2 separate regions of the Sus scrofa genome follow, and region 2 is linked to region 1. A link is a contact called in public HiChIP or PLAC-seq data. All regions are on one chromosome and are shown on one strand. Each heading gives the region's core, a stretch centred on a gene start, on an enhancer-like site or on the middle of the called end of the contact. The rest is flanking DNA. Distances are from core to core; before and after follow the strand shown.

Region 1 (5,502 bases), core at 284-2,783:
GAAACCTGGCAGGGCCGATTTTGGAAAATACAGTGAATTCAGTTTCTGATTTGAACAAAGAGCAATTTATTATGTTGGAAAAACACTGCCGTGATGAGATTCAAACTCAGTGTCTCATGCTAACTCAGGACACCTTTCAGATCTGGATTTGTATTTATCTTTGAGAAGGGGTAGTGGTTTCACTCCTAAACTTTCAACTCCAAAGAGGACGTGGAGTTGTTTAAGGGTCAGCAAGCAATTAGCACCCAGAACCCCCATGTGGAGGCCAGGGCCAGATTCCAGGCCTTTCCCAGTCCTGAGCTGATTGATTCTAAGTGCAGATTTTTGTCAGCAACTCCAGCCATTCTCTTGGAGCAAATGAAGCACTGGGTTGGCTAGAGGGAATTTTATGAATCAGATGAATCCTAAGGAGACTTTTGAAATAAATAATATATATACTGAAGAATCTAATAACTAAAACAATACCTAATATTTGTATAAAACGTTATCTCATTTAACATTTATTACCAGCATTGTAAGTTATAATTATCTTCATTCTTTTTTTTTCTTTTTCTTTTTTTTTTTTTTTAATTTTAGTGCCACACCCTTGGCATATGGAAGTTCCCAGGCTAGGGTCAAATCGGAGCTGTATCTGCCTGCCTACGTCACAGCCACAGCAACGCCAGATCTGAGCCGTGTCTGCCATCTGTGCCACAGCTCACAGCAACACCAGATCCTTAACCCTCTGAGCGAGGCAAGGGATCGAACCTGCATTCTCATGGATGCTAGTCAGATTTGTTTCCACTGAGCCACCATGGCAACTCCATTTGTATTCTTTATATTCAGGAAAAGTACAACTTAAAAAATTAAGGGACATTGAGAGTCACACAGGTAGTAAAGTCAGCTCAGACTATACTAGGACCCTGTTTTTGATGTCACACTGGTATTACTAAAAAGAATGAGGGAAACCAGAGTCTGTTTTCAGGACTTTTCCCTTCACATATTTCTAGATTATGCCAAACTTTGGACAAGTTTGGTGGTAATTTTATTCTAGCAGCTTCCACATTGAATCTTTTTGTGGAGAAAACAGGTGATGATCATCATCATTATCAGGTAATAAATAATAATAATAATAATAGTAGTAGAGGTAGTAGTAAAATCAAGGCCCCTAGAAATATTAGTGCCACTTATTGAAAGTTTTGCAAGCATTGTTTCATTTATTCCTCACACATTCTTATGAGGAAGGCACTATTTGCATTTTCATTTTAGAAATGTGGAAACTGAGGCTTGGCAAGGTTTAACAACTAGTCTAAAATCACCTGGTAAGTGGTGGAAATGATTCACGTCTAGAGTGTCTGATTCCAAAGTGTGTCCACCTAAAGCTCTATGCTGTAGCACTTCTATGTAGAATAAGAGTAAGGGTTGGGGTGATGCCTGCCAGGTCCCTGGGACCTGAATTATGACTGAATTAAGTTGGTAATACGATGTCAGGGGATTCAGGTTTCCACATGTAGCTCCTTATGTAATGGACAAAATTAGGTTGCATGTGCTCCTGCCAAAAGGACAGTTGGAGTGAAGCAAAGTAACCTGCTACAGTAAACAACCCAGCTCTGTGGTGTATATTTGCCACATGTTAAAACAGTTCCAGTCAGAAGCTGTCAGCTGAAATTCTGAAATAATCCTCACAGAATGCAGCTTATGAGGAATAGGTGTTTTATTTTTATTAAGTTTAAAATCTTTATAACTTCCAAGCAGTCTGGTTTGGAATATTGCAAAAGAGAACTAGAATTTTCAGAAAAATGTAATATTTTATGGATTTTTTTTAGTATATCAATTCTGCTTTTTTAAGTGAAAATAAATGAGTAAATCTGTTCTTCATTTTTTTAAGAGAAAATCATTGAAATCTCCTCAATTTAAATAAAAGTTGAGAAAAATATTTAAAGAATATCAGTTTTAAGGGACACCAAATTATAAGCCAGCTAGGGGGGTGGAGGGAGGGTGGTCCAAACAGCTTGGTCTGACCCTGTTTACAGAGCTCATATCAAAATGGGGATATTTTTAGTGGAATTTCAGAGTGACAGAGGTTGAGAGATAGTCTCAACTAAAAAGATTATGCTGAGTAGTAGTTTGGTCAGTGAAATGGAGGCTTTTGAAGGATGTTCAGGAGTGTCCACCTTAGTTTAGAACTAATGCAGGGTGGAAATTTCTGGAAGAATAATAAGAATGGGTTAGCATCAGTTACCTGTAGGGAGTGAGGATGGAAAGTGTGGAAGAGTGGTCAGACATTTCTTGTCCACTTTATATCTTTTTGTCCAACTAATATTTTTTTCCATGAGGCTATGATTGTAATAAAAATAACAAAACAAGACCTAGCAGTACAAAGAATTGATGTAGGGAACATCTAGGAACGGGCATGGGTTTTCAAGAAGGCAAATGACATAGACAGATATATGATTCTGGCAGCTGGTTTTAGATTCTAAGAAAGAATCAATATGGAGAGGGCAGAATCAGGAGGTCAGTTGTTAGAATAACCTTGGAATAATAAGTTGAGTAATGACATATAAGCCAACTATAATTTGGAGACAATATTCTAAAACCCACATGGAGGATCCACATTTCCTTCACATCAGAGAACTTAAAATAAAATGACTCAAAGTAATCATAATTTAAAATTTGATACGTCTGCACTAGAGGGAGTTACATTTTTATTAGCAACTTAAATCTCTGTCAGTATAACAACCCTTAAGTAAACATTTCTTCAGACTAAAAGTAGATCAATGTATGAAAGAAAAAATATAAAGGATATATTACAAATGAATAGAAAAAAATGAATAAGTACAGCACATGACAAATTAACATTTTTTTCCCCCTGTGAGTCAAGCAGGCTCAATGGTGGCAGCCTTGTTTTTTTACTTTCTGTCATTATAAGCATTCGTTTACTAAACTAACAGCATTTCATTAAGCAAGACTAATTCCTGAGAGCATTACCTTAGCCCATTAGCTTCCAGACAGTCATTAATTCCTATGACATGTCTTGGGATGAGATCATTATTATTTTCATTATTGTTTTTATCAATTTAAGTTCATTTTCAGAAAAAAAATCTGTGCAGTTTTAACAGTGGGTATTTTCTATATGAAAAATTTTTTTAGTATCTTCGTGATGAGAATTTCTTGCTTTACCCATGTGTTTTCATAGACATTTTAGATATTGCTGAAGCTAGTTTAAATTCTCAAAGTCTCACAAAAAAAATCAGGAACAGTTTTGCAAAAGTATCCTGATAGGATATTTGGGTTTCTCTGTAATTTTCCTTTATTGGTAGTTCTGAGATAATCTCTGAAGATCATATGTCTCACTTCAGAAGTTTGGGGCAGGATTTCACAAAGGCTCTAAATTTGGCATTTCTTGTTTACAAGGATTGTTGCCACTGATGAATATGGTGGCTGTTTAGTCACAGTTCTAGAGACGGGAAGGCCCAGCTTGAGTATAATGGAAAGAGCAGATGTCACCGGAACACAGTGGCAAACGTCAAAGTGACGGCTTCGGCTGGCAGACAGTAGTCTGTCCGTTACCACTTTCCAACACTTTTAGAATTAGAGACAGAGAGAAAACTCATAAAACAACTGTGAAAAGTATAAACAGCCAAGAAAGGTAAAGGAAAATGAAACGAAATGTGGTGTGTAAAAATTCCAGGCTACCCAATAAAAGTAGGAACTGATATTACATATCCCATGGACCATAATGGGGAACACAAATAGTTTGGGGAGTCAGTGAAAAACGGTTTTTGACATGTTTGGATGCCAAAGATTTTGAAAGTTGATCTCTTTTGGCCTGGTAAAATTTTATGCATTTTTGTCGTTCCAGCCCAGAGGTCTAAGGATTAGTGGATGTTTCTGCAAGCCTGGAACTCATGTGGTAAAAAGAATGTACACATGTGACAGTAAAAGAATAAATGTATAAAGACAAAGGCCTTCTTCTTAAACAAAGGATATACATTAATTATCATTTTAATCCAGTGCTTCAAACTAATGTTAAATTTTAGTTTACTTAAAATTAAAAATTCCTGTTTATATATCCTAAATATGGCCGTTTTCATCTCAGAGTTGATGCTTCAATGCTAACTAGTTTTCAGAATGCTTAAACCAGGTAGGGTTTAACTTCCCAGGTAGAGTTGATGCTTCAATGCTAACTAGTTTTCAGAATGCTTAAACCAGGCAGGGTTTAATGTTAAATTTTTAGTTTACTTAAAATTAAAAATTCCTGTTTATATATCCTAAATATGGCCGTTTTCATCTCAGAGTTGATGCTTCAATGCTAACTAGTTTTCAGAATGCTTAAACCAGGTAGGGTTTAACTGAGCCCTATTCTAAATTGGTCTATATAGGGAACTAGCCCTTCATTAAAAAAATTAATCATAAAGGATTAGGAGCTATTTGGATATTTGATGCTAATTTTATTTGCAACTGATTCATATCATTTAAAAAAACCCTATACTTTTTATTGATAAGAAGGAAAACACATCCATCAGAATAGCTCAGAAACATGGAATGGAGAAAAGGATGAAGACAAAAGTTCCTTTTGTTTCCAGCATTTGTTAAATGTTTGCTTTGAAGCCAACATAGTACCAGCTGGACGACAGCACAGTTCTATTAATGATGCTGCTTTTCATTACCATAGATATGCTTTTGCAATTTTCCTAGATTTCTGCTCCAGGGTCACATGGTAAGTCAATAGTAGTTATAAACCTCTCAGCGTTATGATCAATACCTTTGGCTGACGTAATCTAGACCTCTAGTGTAATTTACAACAAAGGACAGTTTGGGCAAGTCTCTGTTTTATTACCTTCAATTCACGAACTGAAATATTTCACAGGTTTATGACTGAAGTTATTTCCAGTTTTTGATAGATAGGGAATTGAAATAGTCCTGAAGAAAAATGTCAAGTATGAAAAGGAAAAAACATTTTATGGAATTAAAGGCAATAAGCATTTCTTCCTTTGGGGCACAACGTCTGCATACATATCTCCTGATATTGTCTAAAGCACCACTATATATCTGTATATTCATCTGTGTATGTCTAGTCATCTGAATTGATTATAATATTTAATGAAGTATGCCTTATCTTAAAAACACACACCATATAACAATACTGTTCTTAGTGTACTTTTCCTGAGTCTGAATAATCATTAACCATCCATTTGAGCAAAGCAAGGAAACAATCTTTAGACATTAATACTAAGAATTGGGACTCCTATCCTTGTGCTTTCTTGCAACTTTCCTATAATTTAGGAAGGTTGTTTTTTTTTCTGTCTGTTGAGTATTCTGGGTCTGAAGGCTAAATAAGAAAAAGGAAACTAGTTATTGGAGAAGTAATTAAAGGAACAGTAGGGAGTTTGGAGAAACAAAAAGGGATAGAGGTGGTTTTCAGGTGTCCTGCTCTAAGAGGAGAGGTGCCACCATCCTATTGCTTTGTCATCCTTCTAAACCCCCAGCTGTACTGCCATATCAATGCCCAAGGATGAGGTG
Region 2 (5,502 bases), core at 1,914-4,413, 120 kb after region 1:
CTGATTTAGGAATGGATAGATGACAGTCTAGTTTCTCTCAGAATCAAACTCCATGAGACGGATTTGGAAGAAGTTGAGACTTTGCTTATCATGTTCCTACCATTTTCTTGTGAGCTCCCCTTGATTCCTTGCTCAGTTTTGACCAGCCTTTTTCCTACTTGGAAGGTGGCGGCCTGATTCCTAATGGGAAACTCTCTTCATGACTTGCAATGAACTGAAATCCATGACCTGCAGTGAATTCACCCACCTCTCCCCTCCTTTAACCTCACTGACCAGATGCCCTGGTAAAACCTGCAGGGTCCTCTCCTTCATTATCTATTTCCAATTCCTGCAGCATGAGAGTAGCCACAAAAAATGTCCTAAATTAAATCTCATTTTTTCCCCAAAATGTACAAATACAGAGTCATTTGACTGTTCACTTATCAATCAATGAGGCTTTTTAAGTGGAGTTAAAAAATCATCTAAATGTGAATGTGTACAAATGCATGGATATATAATTATTACTGATGGTTTGGTCAACCGTTGAAATAGAAATTAAGCATGTTGAAACTAAATAAGGGAATTACTCCTCATACAGTTTTAGCTACAATTAAATTTCAAAACAAATTTTAATTATAATATATTTACATATTCAGCAAATCTTCAGCACTTTAGAGAATCTCCATTTCATGACCGTAATATGACCACAATTTTCCTTTCTGTCCCCGCCAAGATATAAGAAGTTGACAAAGTCTGGCATCCTAATGTCACACAGAATCAGGAAACGTTTTCTAGGGACAAAATGTGATGAGATATTATAAATTTACAACATGACATCGAGAGAATGTCAATGACTATGCTTTACTACTAATGCCTTCTAAATACTACTTGCTTTTAGAGGGAAGGAGTTGCTGTTTCCATAGCTATTAGTACCTTTCAACTAATCATGTGCCTTTCAACTGCACTTACAGCTACATATTTATTCCAAGTCTATATGGAAAGTCTAGTTACCAGAAAATATACACTCACAAACAGGAAATCTAACTACAGTAAGAAGGTGTTTTTTCCTCCACACAATAGAGTTCAAAGATGTGTCATCTATGTATGCAATCTGGAGCAAAATCCAACACCACTCTTATTGTTGAGTACCCTTCTCTCCCCTCCCATATTATAGCAACTTATGATTATAGCATTACATTTTCCAAGCCTGTTTGAACTTGCTGCTCTTGCTTATAGATACAAACAACCTGCCCTTTTCTGTGCAAAGCTTTCAATCAGTAAGCATGTCAGGGTGGGTGGAAGGATGGCAGGAATAGCAAAAGGGAAAAAAAAATCAATTTTCAAAAAGCATCTGGTAACAACTGAATATTTAATCAAATTAGCCTAGAAATTCCTTCTTATATTTAGGACTCTTTGCAAGGCTGTTGCTTCATGGCACAGAATGAATTTCAATAAGTGTCATATATTTAGTTATATGGCTTATTTTAAAAATTTGTTGAACCTGGTCACTGACTCAGAATAGACATCATTCTAAGATGTGACAGATGGATATTGATACTGCATAAAAAGATTGACATTAGGTGGAAGGTTCTGGGCAGAGGAAAAATTCCATTCATGTAACATTTAACAAAATATTCCTGAGTACCTACTGTGTACCAGGATAAAATGATACACATTTGGACTTAGTATTAGAATAGAAAGAGAAATTGTTCCAAAATAATTTCTTTGGGGTTAGTAAGGATTACAATGAAATACCAATAGTAAGTAAGGTCTTTAGAAGTACTTACATTTCTCACATTGCACCAGAAAAATGCATTAGTACTCATTCAAACATCCACTATGTCATGGTTGCAGGATTTTAGACCCAACTCAGATTTTTGAAGATGCTGTTTACTGACCCTTAGCAAAAACCAACTTCCTATTTTTCTGGAACAAAAGGGGCCTTACATTATTTCAAAGATTTCTGAGACATCAAAGAGCTCAGAGAGACATACAGTTTATGGGTAATGATTTAGGATTTAGTGAATCAAAAACACATGGATTAAGTTTCCTTTAAGAGACCCAAGGTTTAAATTTTAAGAGCTAAAATGTTGGTCTAAACACACATTAGTCCCAAGAAAAGCCAAAAGCTATTTTTAAAGATAGAGTTGTCTGATGGACCTAAAACTTGGCTTGGTTTTACTTTCCCACATGATTAGGCCTCAAAGGAGGCAACCTGCCTTCTGCTAAACAAATTTACTCCACCTCTCTCTGATTTGTGAAGACTACATTATTTCAAAGGTCTCTAGCTTTGAATGCTCTTCTTGATATTTTCTGTAAACTATTTAAAACCAGAAATATCTCATGGTCTTACTGAAAAACTGGAGTAGATTTTAATTCCTCTAAGTCAATTCGTTTTTAATAGACAACTTTAAAATTGGACTCAAGTTTCTAGGTGCTCAGATTTCCAACTATCAGGGAACAAGAGATCATTTCAAAACAGGAAAAGGCCACTGATCTTAATATGTGCCTTGTTTCATGATATATTATTATATTTGCATTTAAAATAGTAGGAAGAAATACAGTACATAATCTTCCGTTCTAACACAATGGCCTTCCTGAAGGCCGCTAGTCTAGGCATTTCACTGAGTTTTTAGGATTAAAGGAAACAAGTTAGTGCACAACCTGTAAGTTTTTATTCCTTTGGAAAAATAGATTGCAACACTGATCTGATGGCTTTTAAAGGGCACTCGAAACCAGTGCAGCACACGTTTTGAATTTCAGTGGTAAAGGAAAAACAACTGGTGAAGTAAGGCAGATCTTAAAAAAACAAAACAAAGAACCAGTATTCCAAACAGAGAGTGTATTTTGAATGAGAACTTGGGAATGAAATATGAAATCTACATATAAAGTTATGATGAATTTAGATTTCAGAAAATTACTGCTGAAGTTTAAGAATGAAATAACTAGATTACTCCTTACTTTAGAAATAAACAGTTTGATACAAAGTATGTGGGCTGATTAGTTTAGGAAAACAAGTATGTGCCAATAGACGATGAATTAGAAAATATCTTTTTGGTTTTTTTTAATTGCTAACTTAATTTTCCGGAGAGGAAAAAAGTCTGAGAATTCTAGATGACAAAATACTTTGCAGAAGCAGTCCTGGGCTCTTTGGCCATGCATGCTGCTGAATTAAACAGCATTTGAGGGTGACTCAGGGGACTACTTGGCAGGTATAGTTGTGACCAGGATTGCAAATGGGACCATCAGAGCCAAATCTAGTTTGTAGGCATTTTGTCTCTCTAGCTTGCACAGTTTTAAAGATGCCGAGTCAACATTTTAAAATAAATAGATTTCTAGCTTCTGAAAGTGTGAAAGATACCATCACATGGGCCGACACCACTCACTGAATTTCAAAGTAACTCTGATGAGTGCCAAGTGGCTACTCTTCCTCTCCTTTTTTTCTGGGCAGGTTGTCAGTCCCTAGTAAAAGGGTTAGCTTTACTCTTTTAGGTTACCTGTTTGCAAATATTTATTCAGGATATAAAGAGGGAAAAGGGGGAAGGAAGAAAAGAGGAAGAAAATTCAGCACAGTGGTTTAACACTGGAAAGAGAAAAGAGAGAGAGAGAAAAGATAAGAAATATACAGGAGACAGAAGCTGTAAAACAACAGCAATTCCTTCCTTTGCTGTCTCCAGATTGATATTATGAAAGAGATCTGTGACAAAAACTGTAGGTATTACTCTCAACAAATTCCACTGGGCTAGGCTCAGAGTGTAGAAAATAAGAAGGAAAATTGTCCCAATGGCGCAATATTCCTGATCAAGTATGGGACAGGTGAATGCAAGGAAATAACATGATTCTCTTCTTCAGTTGCCCTCAAACCAAGGGATGTGGTACATCCCTTCATTCTCACCTTTGAGACTGTAACAGACTATGGCAGGCACTGTCCAGGTACTTTCCATAAAAAATCAGGGACTCCACGTACAGCTGTGCAGCCTATGCATTGCACAATTCCAGTGGAAAAAAAATGAGAATGACACTGCCAAGGAATGCAAAGGAGAAGCCCTGTTCCAGATAGCCACATGTCTTATTCTTCTACCTCCTTCAGGTTCTAGATCAAAGGCCACCACTTAAGTGAGAACTTCTCTTACCCCACTGCCAATTTTTTTCAGTCACCACCCCAATTCCTCTTATCCTTGACAGTCCCTACTCCCCTCTCAACTTCATGCTTCCTTATACCCTCAGAACCACTTCACATACATTTTATTTACGTATTTTATTTACTGTTTTCCTTCTTCAATATGGAATAGAGCTCATGAGGCTGGAGACTTTTTGTCTGTTTTATTTTCTGCTGCATTGACAGTCTATAATTATGTCTGGTAGGTACACAACAAATTATCCTGAATGCCTAAATCCTCAATCACATTCTTAAGAGTACAGAAATCTGGCTTTCACTAGAACCTGTGATTCTCTGACCACATTTAATAACTGATCGGACCAGATTTCATAATATTCCTTTGCTATGTTAGAAGAAATACTTTTCAAATCCTATGGACCATAATATAATCTATATGGCTCTTAAACTCATATAATTTCTATTTGTCCTAAAGCTACATAATTTATTATGTAAATTTAAAACAACAGGAGTAACCTGCATAAACATACTTGCACAAATTTATACAATCACAGAGGAAATACGTATACCTGGGTATGCAATTAACCAGTTCATTGTTTTTTTCTTATTTTCACTGTGCTCACACCTCCTGTTACAAATACCACACATGTGACTTTTCTCTCAATTACATTTTACAGCTTATAAAAACACTGTCTTCATTTTGTCCCTTGAAAAGCAAAGCAGTCAGATTTTACTGGATGTTTTTATTGAAACAAATCCCAAGGGGAATATACTAAACTATTAAACACAGCTGAAGAGATATCTGAGAATGGGTTTTCTGATAGAAGGGTAGATTACAAAATTACAGCTCTTAATCTGATAATAGGAGAATGCCCCACACATATGAATGGAGCTTTTTCTTCAGGAACTTTACTAAAAAAGAGAAAGAAAAAAAAGTGGAGAAAGAGAAGGTGAGAAAAACTCCTGAGACTAGAAATGTTATAGTCATTATTTATTACTAACCTAAGGATTGCAGCCCATGCCTCATTGGAAAATGCTTCAGTTAACCTTCCTTGACCGCTGGGCAGAGGCTGCATGCTGCTGTCGAGATAGCATGGGGGCTAGGCTCACGCACAGTTTCCCTGTCTATAGCATGGGGAAGTTCAGATACTGACATCAGCCTTGCCTATTTTGTAAGATTGTTATAGTATCAGAAAGATGATATACTCAGAAGCTGCTTGAAAATTTTAAGATTTAAGTTCCAATCTTTTGATTTAAAAAAATTTCTATTATTTAATAGCAAGTGGGCTAATTTCTAATGTTGTCACTCTCATGCGATGCCCCCTCAAAAATCAGGGAACTTGATTCCATTTTGCATGTGATTTATTTATCCAAATATCTAATTCTTCAAGGGCAGATATTTCATT

What was found. HiChIP or PLAC-seq counts read pairs in DNA pulled down with a chosen protein or histone mark.
Region 2: a contact with region 1 is called in an H3K27ac HiChIP or PLAC-seq map of skeletal muscle. The contact joins two enhancer-like sites. A contact is called at or near these places in 4 of 5 promoter capture datasets (fetal liver, fetal skeletal muscle, liver and 1 more), 14 of 47 Hi-C or Micro-C datasets (alveolar macrophages, embryonic fibroblasts, fetal heart ventricle and 8 more) and 1 of 2 datasets of contacts at active chromatin or transcription factors (skeletal muscle).

The regions. Positions count from the first base shown.
Region 1 is chr18:29,417,913-29,423,414 of Sscrofa11.1, forward strand. No RefSeq gene overlaps it. Among named protein-coding and RNA genes, the nearest start is that of CAPZA2, 56 kb to the left of the region's middle. Within about 2 kb of position 1,534, at least 5 of the 83 cell types and tissues checked have an H3K27ac peak or open chromatin away from gene starts, as enhancers often do. A contact at or near this core is called in skeletal muscle, where this site is marked.
Region 2 is chr18:29,532,653-29,538,154 of Sscrofa11.1, forward strand. It overlaps a transcript of MET not described here. Among named protein-coding and RNA genes, the nearest start is that of MET, 23 kb to the left of the region's middle. Within about 2 kb of position 3,164, at least 2 of the 83 cell types and tissues checked have an H3K27ac peak or open chromatin away from gene starts, as enhancers often do. A contact at or near this core is called in skeletal muscle, where this site is marked.